Linked DNA regions of Anas platyrhynchos: region 2 is linked to region 1. The links are chromatin contacts, called in public Hi-C maps. All regions are on one chromosome and are shown on one strand. Each heading gives the region's core, a stretch centred on a gene start, on an enhancer-like site or on the middle of the called end of the contact. The rest is flanking DNA. Distances are from core to core; before and after follow the strand shown.

Region 1 (7,239 bases), core at 2,538-5,037:
TGAAGCTTCACCTCTGTAGTTAACTGATTACAAAAGCCAACAAGTGAACACTTCACTCCAGTGGAAGTAACACCAGCCGACCACTGAGCTCATTTACATACGTTAATTATTCTTTAGCAGGGAAAAAGACAGAAGGCTGGCCAGAAACGTGAATGATTGAATGCACCTGTATCCTTATGATTCTATGTTAGAGCCATCGTCTTTTTCCTAATTTCTACTAGATCACATTGTCCCAGAAAAAAATCTTTAAAACTTTAATATTATCAATTATCTCAGATGATCTATTGAACCAGAATCAGCCCAGAGCATCTATAATCATACACCTATACTAATGAGGAATTCAACTGATCAGAGAAAGACCTGGATAATCACTCACTGAATTTATTGTGAAGAAGATCATCTGCAAAAAGATTTCTCTCATTAAAAATGAAATTAAAGTATGAATCAAATCTCCACTGCCAGACTCTCAAACCATTGGCTTTGTCAGATACAGATTAGCTGCCAGGCCCGTAATTTCATAATCACACTCCAGGACATCTAGTGCAGTTGTGGTATTCCAACATCACTTGCTATCCTTCCAAAGAGCTTACCAAAAATAGACATAAAACTAGAGACTATGCATAGGCTATTATTGCTACATTTGTAAAACATTGTCAAGTGCTTTAAATTCTATTGGTGTTTTATGTAAAGCACAACCTACATTTCTACTATTTTGTAAGCCGTGGTGGTTGCTTTGAGGATATACTTAATCTGATGAAAATTGGTTTGACAGATGTTGTTTTGAAGATGCAGCATTCCTTTGTTTAGGCATCAGTAAGCAAGAAAGCAAAAAAAAATTACTTTCTTACAAGAATTGGACTTGTTTACAAATATATGTTTTAAAGCTATTTAATGCACACATTTGTTTATCATTAAATGATAGCCTTAGCTGATGTTGTGTAGGAATACAACAGTGTATTTTCCCAGACTGCTATTGTGTGTCAATATTTTCAGAGCGAACACTTGTTTTATTATAACAGAGGAAGAGAACGCATCTGTCAAGATTTCAGTGCTCAAAGAACTTACCCTGATTTTACATGTGCAACGCTGCTAAGAACGGCACCTGTTTAACTTCCAAATCTCCACTAGATTCATTTATCCTGATTGTATTCACATAAAATAAAGATTTCCATTATTTCATAATACTTAGCTTAAATAAGGTCTTTATCTGACATTGCAAGTAAATGGAATACTTGAAAAGATCATTAACTAGATGAAATGAGGCATTAATAATACTAAAATCTTACGTCTTCACCTCAGAGGGATTGGTTGAGCTCAAGTCTGACAGAAATATTGTAAAGACAAACACAAAGGCATTACTGTGGAATCTCCTACAGCCCACGGAAAACATGCAGAGGTGGTTATTTATCCCATTCCGTTTGAAATATAGAAACTGAACTAATCAGTTTTCCAAGTAAATAGTGATTGTTATAGTCATTAACTGAATCTGTGCAGTGTATGCACACACACACACAGGCTACGTACATATACAGACTACACAACTTTTTAAGAGTGGTCCAAAGCACAGGAAGGAGCCCAGCCTCTGCCCTGTTTGCAGCACCTGGATTGCCTAGCACCGTGTTACTTGACAGGGTGGATCTGATGCCAGTTTCCAGTGGCTGGTTGAGTGGCAGTCCTGATCTGGATAAAAGATGGTAAGCATTACTCAAAGCATGATTCAGAATAAAAGACTGCATTTAGAGATGACTAACTAGGAAATAGAACCATGGATCAAAGCTAGCACTCAATAATCACTGGCAATTGGAAAAATGAAAACACACTAAAACAAATAAAGAACAGGAAAAAGCAATGGTAAACATAGTACCTCACAATATATGTTGTATAAAATATTGTATTCAGTCCAGGAACACCATAACAAAAGAATCAGAGCAGAAATAAAGATGGAAAAAATAACCAAGAGGGCATGCAGAACCTTCTACGTGAGTAAAGAGCTAAGACCTATTTGCGCTCTGTATACGCAAGGCTGGAGAATATTGTTCCCATTTATCTTCTTTATAGTATACATAGAAAATAACACTTGCAGAAAGTAAAAGACATGCATTTAAAACTTGTAATAGCAGACACCTTTAAAATACCAGAGAATTAAATGCAGAACCTCCTGAAAATAAAGCAACATTAAGACCAAGAGTTTAAGGAGATTCAAAGCCAGAATTAGACATTTATACAGCTTTAACACATTCACATCAGTATAGAAACACGAAAAAGTTGTAAAAATGCTGGTATTCTGGGTCTCAAGTTAACCTTGAAATTACAAGGTCTACAAAAAGACACCCGCACAGAGGTTAAACTTTGATATTTCATTATCTTCTCCATCTTCGATTAGATATCACAGGAGATTATTTTCCTGATACATCTGATTCATCCAGAATTCATCTCAGTACAGTAGATCAGGGTATAAGCACAGACTCAGGACTCCCAGTATGGAAATATTTAAACAGGCTAGCCTGCTTTCAAAAGGATAGAACTGAACACATGCCAGTCCTTTGCTAGGCTAGAATTACTTATTTTTTTTCAAAATAGGTACAAAACCAGTAATTGCTTTAAAACTACATTAAATTGCATTATCTTCTAAACGTGTGTAGCTCATATTTGTCTTTTCCTCTTTGTGGGAAATAATTATTTGTCCTCTTACCAGTCATCATCATCTGCTGTTAGAGGGACCTGGCAAACAGACGCATGAAATAACGCCATGACATGTTTTTCAGAGACTTAGAAACCACAGATGATGTCAAAATTTTTAACTATCAAAAAGCGATGGTGAATTTTTTGTGTTTCCTTGCCTCTCTCAAGCCACCCAGTGGCATGCACTGACCTGTAGCTGGCCTCCCTGACTATGGAGCATGAGGGAGCAATGCCAGAGACCTGCTGCCGACTGGAGAGGCACCAACACTGCTGGGCAAAGGCAGCATGCAGACAGCACCTCGCCCCTTGAACACCCCAAAACAGCAAGGACTTGAAAAGGGAGAATAACCTTCTACTGACCAGCTTGCCCTCTATTTCTTTGCTCATTTTCCAAGTAAACACACCATGCACTCTCTTAAACAAGTTGCTTAGGCAAGCAAAGTGAAAAACATTAAGTAGTATGTTCAATCACCCCTTGATCCCCCAACTGTTCCCTAATTAGAGCAAGTTTTATACCTTGTGCCTACCAAAACAGTCGCTCTATGAACAAAAAGTCCTCAAAATACTCTAGTCAGAAATCCAACTTCAGTCAACAAAACTTCTGACTTTAATCTCGCCCTTGGCTTTCTAGAATTAAAACCATTTTGGCAAGTTGTTCAAACCATCCAGCTTAATCTTCAAGGTTACTTGGAAATTCATATATTCTGGTTATGAAACATTAAAGCTAACTATTCTTAGTTTAATTCCTTTTTAAAGATGTCCAGATACTACTTTCTAGCGGTGCTTATTTGAATTTACGTGGTTGCTTTTAATTTTGGCATTGTCTGCAAAAATAAATTCTGAGATGATTAAAAACACACTGAGATGATTAAAAGCACATTTCTCAGCAATAGAGAAAGACTAACAAGCACACTGCTCATCAGCTTGCCTGAAATACTTTCCAATTGGCTGTAATGCATTTAGGTTATTAATTTTCTGGACAGAAAAGTAATAATTAGCCTGACTGACTACCAGAGGGAAATATGCTAGTTGATTGCGCAGGGACGTACAGTATCTGATATTCCATGTTAATTTATCCTGTTGAGGTCATTTATTTATCTGCCATAACTTTCAAACCTTTAAGATCACCCACAGGATGGCACTGTTGAACCTCTGAGTTTTCTGTACAGTACGTATACACCCTTGAAGAAATCCAGGTGCTGTGGCAGATACTAAAACAAGTAAAAGCAATGCTTCCTCTTGATGAACTGAAGTGTGTGATATATATATGTGTGTGCTCATATATATTTATATATATGGATACTCAGGCATACACATACATGCACATACAGCCACACCCTACTTTTCGAGAACAATTCTCTTGTCCCCACGTGTTTAGTTTCTGTCCCAATATATCCCATGAGCTAGGTTCCACTCTGCTCAGCCCTTTTCTTCCTTAAAGCTTGCATTTGTCTGCATAGGAAGAGCCTAAAGCCCTAGCAGGACATTGTAATGACTATCTGCTTGGCTATTCATACACAAGCAAATTGTGTGTCCTGATCTTTTAATGAGATGGTAAATCACTGGCCATTACATTTGATAGCAACTGATTGACATTCATTGTTCTTACAATCACCATCAACTTGCCACAGCATATGGCCTGATTAATCTCACCAGATCAATCTCATTCATCTTTGGTTTTAGTGCATGTTTTAGCCATGGAGAGAATTATTTGAGAAAGAGAGATCGCTATCCACAATCTCTCATCTACATTGTTGTTCAAGCTATAAAGAGAATAAATTTCTTTCTTGCCTTCTTCCGATCACAGAACAAAGACTTAAGTATTTCACCTTTTCTATAGGCTCAGAGGATTTAGAAACAGTCCACAGTTGGTTTGTATTTCAGGGTTCAACCTCGTCTAACTGCAGCATTAGCCCACATAGCATTTGTAGCCCCTTAAAAAGAAAAATGAGAGCTACGAAAACTGACATAAAGCAAGTAATAATTAAATGCTGATAACTCAAAGGAAACTCTAAAATAAGGAATTAAGAAGGGCAGACTTCAAGCATTTGTGAAATGGATGGCCAGCGAAGACCCATGGTGCTAAGGGAAGAGAGGACCAAGTTTTTCACTCTAGTCACACAGTTAAGTGCATTTCAGAATCTGTTCCCATGATGGTAACACGCTTTCACAATGAGAATATGACAACTATGGGCCTGCACTACATCATCTCAGCATCAGAGATACATTATTCAGTTGCAGCACTGTTGCAGGTCCTCCAACATCTGTAGCAGATGGAAGATGGAGTAGAATTTGAAAAATGCCATTGACACTGCACTAGGAATACGTGATGTGAGTGCGACGAAGGGGATGCAGAAGTTAGAAGCTAATAAGAAGGCTGAAGGCTTCTCACTCCTGTCCTGGTGAATTTGTTCATCGCAGAGACACGCAGCAGTGGCCCAGAACGTCCCAATCACAGCTGTTAGAAGCCATACCTCACCCTCGCCTTCACACGCCTCAAGCCATTAACTAATGCAGCAGACGTGCACATTTCACTCTATCGCTTTCAACAATTGCATTATCTTTCCTTATTACTCCAAACGACACTCTAGACACAGAGAGACACGTATGCATATTCATGTATGTAAATACTACACCATCTCCCACATCCACAGCACTATTACAAGAAGCCTCCTTAACCCAATTGTGCACTACACATGCGGCGCAGTTTCCGTGCTGCAGTAGCGCTTTACTGTTGCATGAGTCTCTCCAGTGCCAACACAGACAAAAATCAGCTTTTTTGTTACTCCTGTGGATATTCACAGCTCCCCCTGCAGCAGAAGAGATCATGACAAAATTCTTGCCCATTTCAAAATGCCACACCTGGGAAGGCTCCAAGCACAACCAAGGGTGCTTTGGAAGGTTATGTCTTGCACTGTAAGATCCCAGGCTGAAGATTGTGCAAGTCGCCTGGCCAGGAACATGCTTTAGTTCAAACCTTTCCAACATTGTTGACACAATCCTCCTTACCATCCAGTGGCAAGTGCAATTTCAAGAGGAATGAATCTTGTCATAGGAATGAGACCAGCAAATCTTAGAACAAAAACATCCTCTTAATTCAGATGCAGGAAGCAAAGGAATCATGCTTTCTGTATTCTTGTATTTAGAGCTCATAAAGAAGCAACAGAAGACAGAGTTTAAAAAATGTTTTCAATTTAACAGCTTATTTCTAATAGTAAAAAGCAAGCAACAAAAAAAAAAACTAGTCACTAATGAACTTAGCCCAGCTAGGTTTTTAATACGACAGAAGGCACAGAACAAAGCTCTCAAAAAAGAGATTCAGTTTCTCAAAGTTCACTTAAAAAAATATGCAATTTGTTTAATATGCTATTTAAACGAATATATTTAATTTATTTGCTATTTAATTGCTATATGCTATTTGTTTAAGTGAACTTTGAGAAACTGAATTTCTCCACAGAGAAAACAACCTCCACTGACCTGCCAGGAAGCAACCACTTAATTCCTCTGCTACCATTGCTACCCCCATGCTGCTGATCTGTGGTGCTAGGACAGCCAGAATCTTCCTTTTTCATCTAGAAGCATCCAGCCACCTGAACAGTCAGAACAGATGGTTTCTTCCGTTCTTATTTATCTTAAGGGTTTAATCCAGAAGGTCAACATTTGATATTACTAAAATCAACTGCAGAACTTCCACTAATGTCAATGGGACTGGAACTTCATACTGAGGAAACACACACAAAATGACCCTGAAGAAATCAATAGCAATGGGATTTAAAGCATTACAGTCTGAGGATTTCAAGAGGAGTTCTTGGATGTTAAACTTTCACTCGCTGTGAAACAAATGTCCAGATTTTTAAGTGATAATAAAATCTGTGGCAATTCAAATGGATAACGGATCAATGTGCTGTTAAATCTGAATACAGTTCTGTAATAGTACACATTCATTTAAATGGGATGTAGGAGTCTTCAAGCAACTAAAAACCCCTGAATGTCAATACCTCTAGCGATTTTTCTGTTAATTTAACAAAAACAACTGCTAATTTTCTAGTTCGGTCTGTTAGATCTGTCACATCCTGGTACATTTGTTTGAATGGCATGTATTAATATCAGCTACAGAGCTTCTGTTCCTTAATCAAGTGTTATAGCACCTGCAAGAGGGCAGCTAACCGCTTGGCTACATTGGTTTCTACCATTCATTATCAAACACTTAGTAGAACATGTTTAGATTGCACCTTTCTCTGTGACATGTACATAGCTCTGCTTCTTCGCTTTGCTTTTAGAGGACAAACAGATCGGTCTGAGGAATTAAAACAAGCATCTAGAGTCTCAGCTGAATTTAAATTCATTAAACAGCAGTAATACTGTTGGTACTTCATACCAGTCGTTTGCAATAGTATTTTACACTGGTCGTTTCCATGCAGATGACAACAGAAATAAAAAGACTGTAAAAATGACTCATTTTATCGTATCCACTACCTGGTGGCGCATTTCTTGCTAGAGCGCTGTCTGAAGTTATGTTTCTGTAATTGTAGCTATGGGGTGTCCTCAGCAAGAACA
Region 2 (7,239 bases), core at 2,308-4,807, 36 kb after region 1:
CCATACCCAATCTGGTTTCAAAAGACCCCGCCTCAGAAGAGAAAGAATCTCTTTGCAACATAAATCACTTCTGTTTTCAACAGATTTCAACCCAGCTACATGTCAGTGTTGGGCAGAAAAGAAATGATCATATGCACCAACCTAAAGTAAAAAATGCTCCATTTGTGAGACTTTCTTGGATTAAGAGGATTCATCTATTTCTTATTTGCCTGGTTTTTACTTTATAGCTTCACAGATGCTTACTACAGTCATTTTGTTGCTTAAACGTTATTCTTAAGAGAACATGAGCTCAGATTTTCCTACAGCAAATCCTTCACAGAGCGGAAAAAGGATTTAAATAACTGAGAAATCACCTTCCAAAACACTGCCAAAAATAAATGCCCAAAACAGGAAGGTGTCAACAATTGGACTGGGGGTGGGAAGAAGCCAGTTCTCGCACTGAAGATGGGAACTCACGGGCCTCAGGCTGCAGTTACCAAGGGGGATCCTGGCAAGGGCAGGAGCCCAGGGAGCAGCTGCAGGTGGTGTGGGGAGCTGATGAGAAGCCACCAGCTCCTAAGGTGAGAAATAAAGAGGGGATCAGCTACTGGCAACAGCAGAAGTCTGTTTGCCTAGTTGCTGGATGACAGCCTAGCTTTGGTTATTAGCTATTGCTTGCCTTGTTTGCTTTGAGGGGCAGACAGGAGCGTCTTGTTTATTCTGTGACTGGCAGCCTGTGTTCCTCTAAAGGGTACACCTCTGCCAGACACCCTATTGGAAATGCATTAAGCAACCACGTCAATCGATTAATATTTAAGACGCTCTGGAATCAGTAATCATTCTCATTTTACTTACCCCTTCCTTCCTCCTAGTTTCCAAGACTTACTCCTGAAATAAGTCACAGACAGCACCAGGTACCTGCAGAACCACCTCAGCCTGGCCGCTGCTCATTTAGGTAGGTGATGTTCAGTGTCATGGCCTGAGGCAGTCCCTTCTGGGCAAACCTTTTGGTGCAAGAGGAGTCACCCACTGTACTAGAAATCAACAGTACAACCAAGACCTTTAGCACCTCCCTGTTTTCCTTCAGCGTGGTATTAAATATTAATACAGAATTTATTTCTCATGAACCATATCAATATAATGGAATCTGTTATTATAAGATGCATGAAAAGCTAATATTGAGGGAAACTTTAAACAAGCCCTTCCACATGCTTAAGGGAACATACATTAGTGTCTGACAAAACAAGAATAGAAGAGTTATTATATACCACTATTTCATAGAAATCCTGGCTTAGAGCTATTTTTTTAAATGTAGAACAAAAGCACATAACCATTTCCATGAATCTATTGTAAAGCTTCATAAATAAACTATTAATACAATCACCTTGCTTTATTCATCCACAGTAGCTATTAGAAGAAATGAACAGCTGAAAGAGTAATTACACAGCCCTTTGCAGAGTGACTGCAAGCCATACAAACCTAGTCAGCATGGTATTATGGACGCATTGATCTTACTGACAGATAGAAATATATATATATAAGGGTCCCAACTTAAGCTTTATTAAGTTTCAGAATGAAGTTCAAAGTCACTTCATGTACCCTGTTGCCAGCCTGCTGGGGTCTTAAGGTTTCCTTCCATTTCATTATCCTTTCTATTTTCAAGTGTTTTTCTTGTCTTTCCCCCACACCCCCCATGGGAAAGATCAATGTGGAGAGGAAGCTAACAGACTGCATGCAGTCAGTAAGCGAGGGCTAACAGCACATGTGAAATACTACGAGTTTGTCAATTCAGCTTCAATTTCATGATCCAAATCTTTCCTAACTTTTATGCACGCGATTCATACTCAGTGGGGTAATACATCCCTAATTACAGAAACACCCATATGCAGCAAAAACAGAGCTGTCGAGCCATTAGTCAAAAGTTCCCCATTTGCATCTTCGCCTTGCTAGGAATTAGCCTTTTTATTTACGAGCGCTATTCCAGCTGCATACAAGCAGTCATTTTTTGTTGTTGTTCTCAAGAATTCCTTACTTCTATTTTATTAAAACTTCCGTGCAGACTGCCATATGGCTTTACATTATTATTCGAGGATCTAAAACGGCTTGGGATAGAGGATTAAAACCCAGCTTCAGCCTGTGCAGTAAGTATAAACGGCCATTAGTCAGCACGTTTATTGTGGATTCTCGAAGTGTTAAAAGGACAACGCGTCAGAGGGACTTTCTTCTGCCAACCAGTTCAAAACTACCCTCCTGCAAGAATGCCTTGAGGATACTGCAAAACACGGGTTGTCTCTGGCCTCAGACAGGGCTGGCAATCCCCTTCCAAAGCGGAATTGGTGCATACCCACAGAATACCCTCAGGGCTGCTACAGACCTTAAGAGGTACAAAGGTCTTCAGCTCGTATGTGGATGCAAGTCTTAATAGGGAAAAGAAAATACCGAAATGCTCTGACAGCAGTGAAAACCTGTATTGTACTGCAATTACAATTGAGCACTGTGCATTGCTCATTTCTAAAGGTGGCTTGTGAGGGCTGAACTAGGCCTTTAAAAAAAGAAAATCCCCCTGTTTAAAAAACACAGGTTTTGAAACAAAACTTGAAAACATACAACAAAATAAATAACACGGTCCCAAAGCAACTAACTGGAAATAGATGCCATTCATCCTTCCTCCCTGTCAGCTGATGGTTTAGCTGTGTCCTCTGGCTGCACCTCTCTAACATCTCAGTAACTTCTTCACACTGAAACTGACCTGAAAGTGAGTGAAATTGAGGAGCTACAGCAGCAAAAACCATTGACATTTGGCAAATTGATTTGGCTTAATTACCTGAACCAGCTTACCACCAGGGCAGGCACGGGCTAAGGCTGGGACAGGGCAGGCTGCAGAAGGGGGACAACTCTGCTCAGCCAGGGGGTCAGTGTAACTCGGCCACTGAATTGTGTTTGCCAGCAATTAACTCTCACTTTTTTTAATAATCTATTTAAAGGAATTTCAGGTCCTCGCTATAGGAAGGAAGCAGAATTCAGTTCGGGTACGACGACTGCTGTGTAACAGGCAATGTTACAAGGAAAAAGCTGTCGGTGCAGGGGCTGAGGTTCCCCTTTTCATAAAGCAGCGATGAAGAGGAAGAAAACCAAGCAGCAGCAAGGCACAGCCCGGCCACACCGTGCTGCGGAGCTGCGGCTGGCCGCCCCCCCAGGGGCAGGCCCGGCTGCTCCCCGTGCCCGAGCAGTGCCCAGCACGGCCGGGCTGGGCAGGGGCAGGGGCAGGAGCTGGCAGCTCGCCTCCCCCCTGCCCAGCTCGGGCTTTGCCGGAGCAGCCCCTGCTCGCCCAGCCCCGCTGCGCCCCCCCCCTCCCAGCCCCGTCCCCGGAGGCGAGCAGCGCAGCGCAGCAAGGAGCGGGGCGGCGGCGGCACTACCGGCAGGAGGGTGTCCGGCCCGCGTCTCGGCTTTCTCCTTGGGGGGCGAAGACATGGTGGTGGCGGTGCTGGTGCTGCTGGTGGCGGTGCTGGCAGCGCCCCGACCCCGCTCCCCGCCCCCTGTCAACGTGGCCGCCCCGGGGCTCCGCCAGGCCGCGCCCAGGCACCGTGGGGGCGGCACCGGGCCCGGCCCGGCCCTGCGAGGCCTCCCCGGGCACTGAGCGGGGGGAGCCCGGCCCCAGCCCCCAGCCCGCAGCCCGCAGAGCCCCGGCCAGGGGCTGGAGGCTCTCGGTGTTTGCAGGGCCCGGGGCTCAGCGCTTCCTCTGCGCCGTGGAGTGAGCGCTGTGAAGCTGCCGCCTTGCTGGTTTCCTTTATTTTTTTTTTTTATTTTTTTATTTTTTTTTTTGCGCGCGCGGTTTGTGCAGCCGGTTCCTGCCTCTAAAAACCGCGTTTGGGTAGCGCCTGCTGCTTTAGAGGGCAGTACGCCTTTCTATTTCATCATTAGGGTTGGAAAAGAGCTCCAAGATCACCTGGTCCAGCCATCCCCCTACCACCAATGTCACCCACTGAACCGTGTCCCCAAGCACCACGTCCAGCCTTGCCTTGAACACCCCCAGGGACAGTGACCCCACCATGTCCCTGGGCAACTCGTCCCAATGCCCAACCTCTTTCTGAGAAGAAATGTCTCCTCAGCAACAAATCAGCAGCTCAGGCCTTCCCCTTCGCCTTGTTCTGCCAACCACACACGTGTGTGAAGTGGCGTGCACAGCGCTCATCTTGCACCTCGGATCTCGGTACCTTTTCCTGTGAAATCACCCCGCTGATCCACACCCATACAAGATGTCTTTTTTTTTTTTTCAAACACTTTGGTTACACTATCAAAACAACACTGAAAGGTATTGAGCACAGTGCCTAAATCAATCACATTATCAGCAAAGCGTAAACCGTACAAGCTGTTTGGGTTTTCTCTTACAACTTGCCGTAAGGAAATCTAGCCCCTGAAAGCTGAGCGGGTGATGGCTGCAAGTTGAACCCCCCAAAAGCGCTGCAGTCATACAGCCTTCCAGGTGTACCACAGGGAAATTAACGTAGCCATGTGGTGCAGGTCTTTTTTTGCAATTACTATATTACCCTTGCCAAAATATAAGTAATGGGTAATGGCATGAGGGGATTTTTGGCAACAGACCAAAGTATAATCACATCATAGTATCCTTAGCAGTCTGCATGAACAAATGTTATCAAAATACTGTAACTTAGTTGTTGCATTTTGCTGCTGGGTAATTTAATTTCCTTACACATATGGCACTTTGAAGTCTCAGATTATATTTTCAGTTGTCACCTTCTCTGTAGCCTAACACAAATTACTCCAATTCCCCTTCCAGTCTCTGTCAAAGTCTGTTCAGATTATAATTCTTTTTCTAGGACAGAATTATCTCCTAAATGGAGATTATAATGTTTCCCTGTCTACTTTCCTCTTGATTTGAATGAAAAGATTATGTGTTTGGTTGTTCTTGGTTTTCCCAGGTATGCTTGGCTTGGAATTCCCTCTGCTGGTTATGGCAGTCAGTATGATTTTTTGCTGTTGCAGGTTTAATTTAAACCAGCTATTATAGAAGTGAAATTCAAGAAAATGTGCTTTATGACATTAATTTTTTTTTTTCCTCCGAGAATCAGTAATACTTTCATATTTCAGTGCAAGGATTTGATGTGTGGGGGTGCGCTGCAAGGAAGCATTGCATCAAAGTTGTACTTGGCTGTTGTTGGGAAAGCTGCCAACATTTCATAACGCTCCAACACTTGGATGTTGCCGTTAATACAAGTCCTTGTATAAAGGCTTGCTGTGGCTTCACTCCTAAAACGCTACATCCACCCTGAGTACGTGTCAGAAATGCAGGGCTGGAACAGGGCATTTCCTGCAAATGCAGCTGTGCGTCAGATTTGGGAGCAGGGATCGCCAAGCAAATCATCCTGGTGCAAGAACTGGCACGGGGGAATAGAGATAAGAAACAGAGATGCCAAGGTGCAGGAGGACTTGGCCTGGGTGGACAAGGAGGTGACGAGAAAGAGTTGAGTAGGAGGCAGCTGAGAGGTGAAATGAGAATTGTGGCAGCAGGGAGAGCACCAGGGTGGTAGAGCAGAAACACCTCTAGTCGTGCAGTGAAGGGAAGCTGGCTGGCTGGATGTGGCTAGGATGGGAAGCCCAGAGGGAGAGAAGAAAGGCCAAAGGTAGGTCAGGCAGGAGCAACACCCAGAGGATCAAGCTGCCGAAAGGGAGAGGAAAGGATCTTTGCTGCCTTCCAGAGCCTGAAGATTCTTGGGTGGTGTTGTACTTACATGTACGTATAATTACTCATTTGCATAAGTAATGGGCCTGTGCAAAAGCTGTTGCTGTGCTGGCAAAAGAGCTATATAGGTTTCAGTATGCCATAGGATAAAATTTCATTTTGAGTTATTAAATTTTTTAGTGTATTCGAAGTGTTTTAAGAGAAGCAAAAATCCAAATTAAAAATAATAATAATAATAAAAATATATATATTTAATATATTGAGGTTTGGAAAATCAAACACTTAAATGAGAAAATGACGTAAAGGTTCTAAGAGAAATTTCATTTTTGTGCAAAAAAGCAATTGGTTTCTTGGCAGATCTAGGGCAACAGGCATTCCTCCTGCTCGAGGCATTGCCGTAATGTCCTTCCCGATGATGCCAACAAGCAAGAAATACAGAGGTGGGTGGTAGACATTAAAATGCCAGGAGCTGTCAGTCACTGATGTTTCTAACAGTCCTGTTATTTCTACCAGGAGGCACGAAGGATAACAACTGTGGGAAACTTGTGAGGAAAACAGGCAGAGCATTTACAAAAAGTTGGCCCAACTTCCACTGCCAATCCAGCCACACCTGGTGCTGACACCCGTGTCTCAGGGGTTGTAGCAAAGGCAAGTCTCTACTGGAAAAGCAGTAAACAAGAGCTTCACAGGACAGGGCACCAAAATGCAGAAGCATGGTGAGGGAAGAGTACATAAGTCAGGCTGATTAGAATATTTTTATTTCCTGCTTTAACCTGTTTTGAAGACGATTGTTTATTTTAGAATAAGAGCACTTTGTGAAAGGTTCCACAGCACACCTCTTCAGTTCACAGTTAAGAGCTCCTAAAAGGCATCTCAAGCATCGACAGTGCTATCCGGGACAACCAGGAAAGAACACTCTCCAGCCACTATTAATTTTAGCTAAAATAACAAGCAGAAAGAAGCTATGTGTTTTGTGGTAATGGTGGAGGAAAAAAAACAGCTTTCCATGTTCCTTCCCATCCCACAGTTAAAGGAAAAAATAAATAAAGAAAAAGAAAATAGGAAAAAGCCCTTTACAGAAAAAATCCACATGAAGAGATTAGATATGAAAGCATGCAAAAGCATGCCAATAGAAACTATTTTCAGTTGCACTTGGCCATTCACGAGACTTCTGACAATAATACTAGGCTCTTATTTTTGTGCTCGATAGCCCAACGTATGTTCAGTAAGCAGTCTGCTTTAAAAATAGGCAGTCTGTTGAACTATGATTAGGACACCGTTTATGTCTATTTTGAAACTAGTCCACAGTCCTTAACAGATGGCTACAATTTTTTTTTTGTGCTTCCTCTTGGGCCTGCAGCAAAGCTTTATGTTCTTTCTGAAAATATTAAAACATGTAGAAAAGCCTTTTCTTGGTTCAAGGCAGGGAGAAATTACAATAATGCAATCTAGGGTCACTGAGCGCTTGAAAGGCAGCTAAATACTTTGCTACAACCCTCAAATTCTACCATCATCTCCAGCACACGCAAGCACATGGATGCTGCAAACCTTGGGGAGCA

What was found. Hi-C and Micro-C count contacts between places; a contact is called where the count stands out from the background.
Region 2: a Hi-C map of F1 follicle shows a contact between it and region 1, with 2.3 times the contacts expected there. The contact joins the promoter of DAP here to the enhancer-like site in region 1. A contact is called at or near these places in 3 of 8 Hi-C or Micro-C datasets (F1 follicle, liver and skeletal muscle).

What each region holds. Positions count from the first base shown.
Region 1 is chr2:75,578,709-75,585,947 of IASCAAS_PekinDuck_T2T, forward strand. The region is part of intron 2 of DAP (death associated protein); the gene reads right to left. Among named protein-coding and RNA genes, the nearest start is that of DAP, 36 kb to the right of the region's middle. Within about 2 kb of position 3,788, at least 1 of the 8 cell types and tissues checked has an H3K27ac peak or open chromatin away from gene starts, as enhancers often do. A contact at or near this core is called in F1 follicle, where this site is marked.
Region 2 is chr2:75,614,656-75,621,894 of IASCAAS_PekinDuck_T2T, forward strand. DAP (death associated protein) reads right to left here and starts at 3,558. Exons shown (of 4, transcript XM_027451733.3): 1 at 3,396-3,558. The coding sequence starts at 3,450.